Linked DNA regions of Mus musculus: region 2 is linked to region 1. The links are chromatin contacts, called in public capture Hi-C maps. All regions are on one chromosome and are shown on one strand. The core of a region is the stretch at or near the end of the contact, and the rest is flanking DNA. Distances in the headings are between cores, read along the strand shown. Region 1 holds the start of Selenom (selenoprotein M). Region 2 holds the start of Rnf215 (ring finger protein 215).

Evidence for each region. Capture Hi-C pulls out chosen DNA fragments and counts their contacts.
Region 2: a capture Hi-C map of macrophages shows a contact between it and region 1, with 5 times the contacts expected there. The contact joins the promoter of Rnf215 here to the promoter of Selenom in region 1. A contact is called at or near these places in 4 of 39 promoter capture datasets (the 3T3-L1 cell line, the C10 cell line, embryonic stem cells and 1 more) and 2 of 9 other capture datasets (embryonic stem cells and macrophages).

Annotation. Positions count from the first base shown.
Region 1 is chr11:3,513,407-3,516,836 of GRCm38.p6, forward strand. Selenom (selenoprotein M) reads left to right here and starts at 1,278. Exons shown (of 5, transcript NM_053267.3): 1 at 1,278-1,667; 2 at 2,855-2,890; 3 at 3,080-3,114. The coding sequence starts at 1,539.
Region 2 is chr11:4,133,208-4,136,913 of GRCm38.p6, forward strand. It overlaps Rnf215 (ring finger protein 215), which reads left to right and starts at 1,953. Exons shown (of 9, transcript NM_027859.3): 1 at 1,953-2,356; 2 at 2,607-2,750; 3 at 3,353-3,424; 4 at 3,505-3,590. The coding sequence starts at 2,066.

The sequences.
Region 1 (3,430 bases), core at 28-2,527:
AAAGTGGTGGAATAAGCCCAGAAAGGTAAAAATACCTTGGATCACAAGCAGCGTTGGCTCAGTGTTGACAAGGTTCTCTGAATCCTGTGGGAAAGGGCACAGCGTGTTCTTGCTGTCTGCCAGGGATTGGTTCCAGGGCACACTTCCATACCAAAACTCGAAATATGAGGATGCTCAAATCCATAGATAAAATGGCTTAGTATTTTCCTAAAGCCCGTGTGGCCTGATCTTGTACTTTCTATCATTTCTAGATAATTTATAACACCTAATACAATACAGATGCTATAAATAGTTGTAATGCTCTATTGGTTGGAATAACAACAAGAAAAGAGTCTGTACATGTTCAGTACAGAGGCAGTTTTTACTTCCTAATATTTCCAACTTGAGACTGGTTAAATCCAGGGTGACAAAAAACTGATTGTACTTGCTGTGTCTGCTGAAGGCATGAGGACATGGAGTGCCACCTGTTTCCTCCTTGGTCCAGGGAGATGATCCACAGAGGTGTTTGGGGCTCAAATCCAGATCTATGAATTGGCCTATTTTACATTTCTGAAACAGTTCCTAATCTGCAAAACGGAGTTCATTGCTGGAGGGGGCCGTTGTGATGAGGAAGGGGAAGAGCTAATAATGGAAGGTAACACAGCCAGAGTCTGTCCTAATCACCCTGCCCTCAGGAGGTTGAGTGAAGAGTATTGCTTTGAGTTCAAGGACAGTAGGAGATTGGTGTGTACCATCTCTGACCAGATACTGTTCTAATGAGATGCATTGTGTATATTAACCCTCCCAGCCTTTTCTAGGTAAAAAAGGATAGGTAGTATTCCTTTGTAAGAATTTATATTTATTATTATTATTATATGTGTGTGTGCACCGCGTGTGCCTGTACAGGCACGGACATGCCATGGTGAGCGGTTGGGGACGCCTGTGGAGGACAGAGCACAACTTGTGGGAATTGCTGTTTTTCTTTCACTTTTTTTTAGGTTTCAGGGATAAAACTCAGGAGTCAGGCTGTCATAACAAGCGCTTTTACCCTCTGAGCTTTCTTGAGCGGGGCGTAGGTAATGGTCCTCGCTTACAACGTGTGCTTTGGGGAATTGAAGCTTTGATCGGAATTTCGTTCAAAGACATCAAAAGCGTATAAAGGAGATCTCCTAGGTTCCTGCTTCCTTATCTTAACTCTCTGACCCAGAAATCCTTGTGTCCATCTGCGAACCTCCTGCGCCCTCTGGTGACGCGAAGTAGTGCTGTCTCCTGGCATCCTGCGGGAGCGTTTCACACTTAGTGGGCAAATGCAATATGGAGATTGTGAGAACTGGGAACATGAAGTCTGGAGGACCAGAGAGTAGCTGAGACAGGGATGGGGGTTAGTGGGAGGCAACCACCCGATTTGGGTGGGATGTCAGTGGGGCTGTTTCTAGCTCTGGGGGCGTGGTTTATGGCTGGGCGGAGCTTTTGGCTTGGGCGGGGCCAGCTTGCGGGCCAGACGTGGCGCAGCGGCCGAGTTTGGGTGCAGCCTGCGGAACGTCTCCTGCCAGGCACAGATGAGCATCCTACTGTCGCCGCCGTCGCTGCTGCTGCTTCTTGCAGCCCTTGTGGCTCCAGCCACCTCCACCACCAACTACCGACCGGATTGGAACCGTCTTCGAGGCCTGGCCAGGGGGCGGGTGGAGGTGAGTGCGCCTTTTCCCAACCTTAGTACGACAGTTCCACAACCTTGCTGCCCCTTATCCCAAGAATATAGTCCGGCCTCAGGAATACCAGAATTCCCGAAACACCCCCCCCCCCTTTCCCTCCTGCACGGCCCGGGAATCATTCCTTTTATTTCCCAGCCGCATGATGAACAGCATCTACTGTGGAAGTAAGAAGTCTCGTCCTTGTGGCCTGGCACTCTGAACCCTTGCCTCTGCTCCAGGCTTGGCCCTACCGTGGGTCTCTGGCTATAATTTTTTGAAAACTGGCCCCTTAGAACCCACCTTCTCTAAGGATAACCTCACCTTTCCCCATTATTTCTCCCCCCACCCAGACTTAGTGCCTGGCATTCCAGAATCTCTTTTCTTCTGGTGGGGAGAAAAGACCTAAGCTCCTCCCCTCACTGTACTCTGCTGGAGCTGGAGGAGAGGATAGGGAAATGAGATACCAACAGTCCACAGCCACCCTGGACCACCACCACCTGCCGGCCAAAGGACTCCCCTGGAGTCTTCCTAAGTGATTCCTATGTTTGCAGACTCTTCATGGGCCTTAGCTGGTTTATTTTTAATTTAAAAAAAAATTAACAAAAGGAAGTGTAAGGGAGGCCTGAAATAGGGAGGTCTGGACTTCCTGTTGGGCTGCGGCCTCCCATCAGGAATAGAGAAGGACCATCCATACTCCCAAGTTAGGGAAGATCAGCCAGATGGTTCCTGAAGCTGAACCACAGGTGGCTGGCAGGGCTGCCTCTGCATGGGGTGGGGTAGGGACCAGATGGCAGGTGCCTCTAACAGGGCCCTTAGGGTAGTTCTGAGCTGTTCCCTTCTAGTCTGACTTTCGTCTCAAGGGCCAAAGGCCAGGGTTAGAATTCTACCGACAACAGGGAGAATGCCGTAACCCATGTCTCCTGGGCATTGGTCAGCTATCAATAACATGCAGACAGGGACCCATGGCTGGTTTCTCTCCCTCATTCTTTACCTGTGGCTCTAGGCCTGAGCTTCCCAACCTGTACAGAGGTCTTCTTGCTCACAGGACTTTACTGCCACACCTTGATGCTTCTCTTTACGCTCACTGCCTGACCCAATTCAGTGTAAAGGACGGCATAGTCTTGGCTGTATAGCTAGCCTGTGAAGGACTCCTGGTTTATTATCCCATTTCTCTCTCTCTCCAGACCTGTGGAGGATGACAGTTGAATCGCCTAAAGGAGGTGAGTTTGAAGGAAGGGAGTCCCTCTTAGGGAATAAGGAGCACTGGTCACTGACTGGGGGCCTGGTGGGAATCCCTGTACTGTGAGGCAGGAGACTGGACCTGTCTTGGTATATGACCTGACTGGGCCTCATCGTCCATGTCTATAGGGTCTGAGGCCCTGTGCTCTAATGCTATGGTTCCTCCCCAGGTGAAGGCCTTTGTCACCGAGGACATTCAACTGTAGTATCCTTTTCCTGTTGTGGGGGGAGGGGATAGGGAAGGCACCTGGGAGAAGCCTCGATATTTTTCAAAGATAGAAAATGATGTTCGTCTACCAAAGAGGCTGATATTAACTCTTCGGAGGATTCTGAGGAAGTCTAGAATTAAGGAGGGAAGAGAGCTTACTAGTGGAGAGAAGGGCCCTTTATTTCTTTGAACCCTAATCTCACAGTGATGAGGATTGGGTCCCCACCTAGGCTTCTTGTAAGTGATCAGCTAAAGGGTGGGGGGGGTCACATCTCTCTGCCTCTGCTCCCCCTCCCACCTCTTTAACATCTCC
Region 2 (3,706 bases), core at 703-3,202, 620 kb after region 1:
AGGGTGTGGGCCACCATTGCTTGGCTTGGAGGCATTTTCTTAACTGAGGTTCTCTCCTCTCATATGACTCCAGCTTGTGTCAGGTTGATATAAAACTGCCCAGCACATTTTTATATCTAGTTCTGCATGCAAGGAGATCGCATGTATCATGGCACATGTGTGGAAATGTACGTCAAAATATGGATGTGAGTGGGGGAATGTCAAGTCATGGGTGAAGGCCAAAGGACACTGCAGGAGTTGGCTCTCTTCTTCTGTCATATGAGTCCCAGGGATAAAACACAGGCCCTCAGGTCACCAGGCTTTACCCACTGAGACATCCTACCAACCCTATTTTCTATGTAAGAACTTTTTTCATTTTTATTTTATTCTATGAGTGTTGGCCTGCTGCACAGGCATGAAGTGTACCATACACATGCAGTAGCCTACAATGGCCAGAAGAGGGCGACAGATCCTCTGAGACTCTCAAGCAATTGTGAACTCGCAGTCCATGTGGGTGCTGGGAATTAAACCCAGATCTTCTGAAAGAGCAGCCAGTGCTCTAATTACTGATCCATCTCTCCAGTTGCTACACACGTCATTTAACATCTTTTTTTTTTTTTAAAGAGGGTCTCACTGTATAATAGGCTGGTCTCAAACTCCTGCTTTACCCTCCCAAGTGCTGGGATTACAGGCATGCCCATCATAATGTAGTTTTTCTGTCATTAAAAACAAACAAGCCGGGTGTGGTGGCGCACACCTTTAATCCCAGCACTTGGGGGGCAGAGGCAGGAAAATTTCTGAGTCGGAGGTCAGCCTGGTCTACAAAGTGAGCTCCAGGACAGCCAGGGCTACACAGAGAAACTCTGTCTTGAAAAAACAAAAAAACAAAAACAAAAACAAACAAACAAAAAAAACAAGACCAAAAAAACAAACAAACAGCTCTCAAGCACTTGAAATCATCAAAATCGTGTTCTCTATTAAAATGTTAAAGTTGTATTTGAGTCTTTAATTCACATGGTTTTCCTTATGCACGGTGCAGTAGGGGTCCAATTTCACGTCTTTTCCCGGTGGTACCTAACTTTGTTGTGATTTAGCAAAGAGCAAGCCATAGCACCTCCTCCCAGGTCCCCAAGTGCAATACCTCCTCTGACAACCAATTTTACATATGTGCTGACTGATTTTATGTCAATTCCCTGTTTGCAGGCCAGCCGAGCTTCTTCTCTACATCTCTGTCTCCTTCTGGGAATATTTTAGTCATTGCATCCTGGTGGCTAACCAGGTTTCTATTTTCTGTAGATTTTAATATTTTATTACAAAGTGGGAGGGGGTGTTGCAGCTCATTAGCTCTTTGCCCTTTTATCAGGGTACAATTTGTAAAAGGCTCAGGTTTCAGATTGAGCCAGCTACCAGCAACCACAAACCTCTGGGCTGAAGGACAAATTTTCGGACAAAAGCGGAACCTTCTCATTCCAGTAAGCACTGGCGATCATGTTAGAAGCAAGGCAGTGCAGGTTTAGATCAAGTCCATTTTACAGGCGAGGACAGCCCAGTGCTCCGTGCCACTATGGCTCTGCCTGGTTTGTACAGCTTCGTGTGCCCAGCCCTCCTCCCTGCTCCTTTAAAACCATGGCCTCAGTCTCCCCATCTGCTTTCTGTGATTCTCTGCAGCCTGCTCGCTGATCCCATGAAAGAACACTGACCCAGAGGAGGATGAGACATAGCCTTGACAACACCGTAGGTCAATCAGCCCAGACCCTTATACCTCCCTCGCCCCTACATTTCTCCAATCCTGAGACAACCGCACCTATCTCCACTGACAGACAACTTGGTGAGCTCTCCAAGGCTCTAAGGTATTTGCTCCATCGCAGCTCCTCAGGCCTCCTACATTAGGTTTCTCAGGAGCCACCAGGAGGCGCTCTCGCTGTCAAGCACCAACTCAGCCCCCCCCTCCCCGCACCGCCCCCTCCGGCTGCGGCCCCGCCCCTCCCGGTGCCGAGCCCCGCCCTGTCCGGCGCGGCCTGGCTCACTCTGTTCTCCCGGTCCCCGGGACCTTAGACTACGGCCTCGCCACCTCTCCGGTCGGATCATGGGCTCTGCCGATCGCCCCGCGCTGAGGTCGCCTTCGTTGCCGCCCCCTCCCCCATCGCCGCCGTCGCCGCTGCTGCTACTGCTGCCTCTGCTGCCTTTGTGGCTGGGCCTGATGGGCCCGGGAGCGGCGGCGGACGGCAGCGAGCCGGCGACCGGGGAGGGACGGGGCGGAGCCCGCTCAGTGCGAGTGGATGTGAAACTGCCGCGGCAGGACGCCTTGGTTTTGGAGGGCGTCAGAATCGGTCCGGAAGACGGTCCGGAACCTCTGCTGGGTGGCCGCCTGCTGCTGGTGAGCTCAGCCCCGCCTAAACTTGCCATGACCCTCGGATAGACCCCGCTGTCTTCATCCAGAAGCTAGCCCTTGACAGCCCAGAATGCTACTACTTCCCAGCCTTCAGGAGTTGGCAAACCTGACAGCCACATGCCCCTTCCACACTCATTCCCGTACCCGTACCCTGACCTTGCGTGCTTTGTGGCAGACCCGGGCTGCCTCTTCTATTCCCCTTGCCTCCTTCTTTTCATGGCTCCTCGTTACACAGATGGATGTCGTGGATGCTGAGCAAGAGATACCCGTAGATGGCTGGATTGCAGTGGCATATGTGGGCAAAGAGCAGGTCGCCCAGTTCCACCAAGAGAATCAAGGCAGTAGCCAGAAGGCATATCCCAAGGCTCTGGTCCAGCAGGTGCAAAGGGTGTTTGAGGGAAGGGGAGAAAGAAAATGCATTCGAAACATCTGCTAGAGCCAGGCTAACAGGTGGCCTATGAGGAGCCTTTCCAGAGAAGCCCTGGGCCCGAGTGGGTCAGCAAACACCAGTATGGAGCATCAAAGCAGTGTGATGGGGAGGAGGTGGAGAGACTTGCTGGGGAAAGTGGACCTGCTCTGGTGATAGGAGCTGGCAAGGGTGGAGAGCTGCTTTGCTAGGACTAGGGCCAATGAAAAGAATTTTGGATCCTACAGAATGAAAGGAGCATAAGTTTCTCACACACATGATAATGTACAAATTTCTTAAAATCAAGAATATTCTTTATGTAACTATGGTGTAGGAAAGTTAGCATCTATAAAATGTTGTGATCTATGTTCCATAACTAAATATTGCCTTAGTCCACAACCATCGTGTGTTGCCTTTGGCTGTCATTATCTCTTCGGCCTCCAAAACCATCCCTTAGCTTTGGCTTGACTTCAGGGAGCTTATAGCTAGTCTATCCAGATGTCGGGCTCCTGAGAGCTGGGGCCGTGGGTAAGGCAGGTGTGTGACAGCCTCCCACCTTCCGTCTTCCCTTGCAGATGCGTCGAGCCCTTTTCCTGGGAGCCTCTGCCCTGCTTCTCCTCATCTTAAACCACAGTGTGGTCCGAGAGGTAACCTGGCTTGGACTGTGAGGGTGAGCAGGTGAGGGGACAGGGGCCGGAAGCCTGCTGACCCTGCCTGTCTCCTGCAGCTGGATGTATCCCAGCTTCTGCTGAGGCCAGTGATTGTTCTCCATTACTCCTCCAATGTCACCAAGCTGTTGGAGGCCCTTCTGCAGTGAGTTCCGTTTGTTCTGGGTGGTCTGATGCCTGAGTGCTGTGGGTCTCTTGCTTTTCGATGGGCTCTAGGGGAGGAGACTATCTCTGAAGAAGGCCCTTACCTGTTGGCCCTTA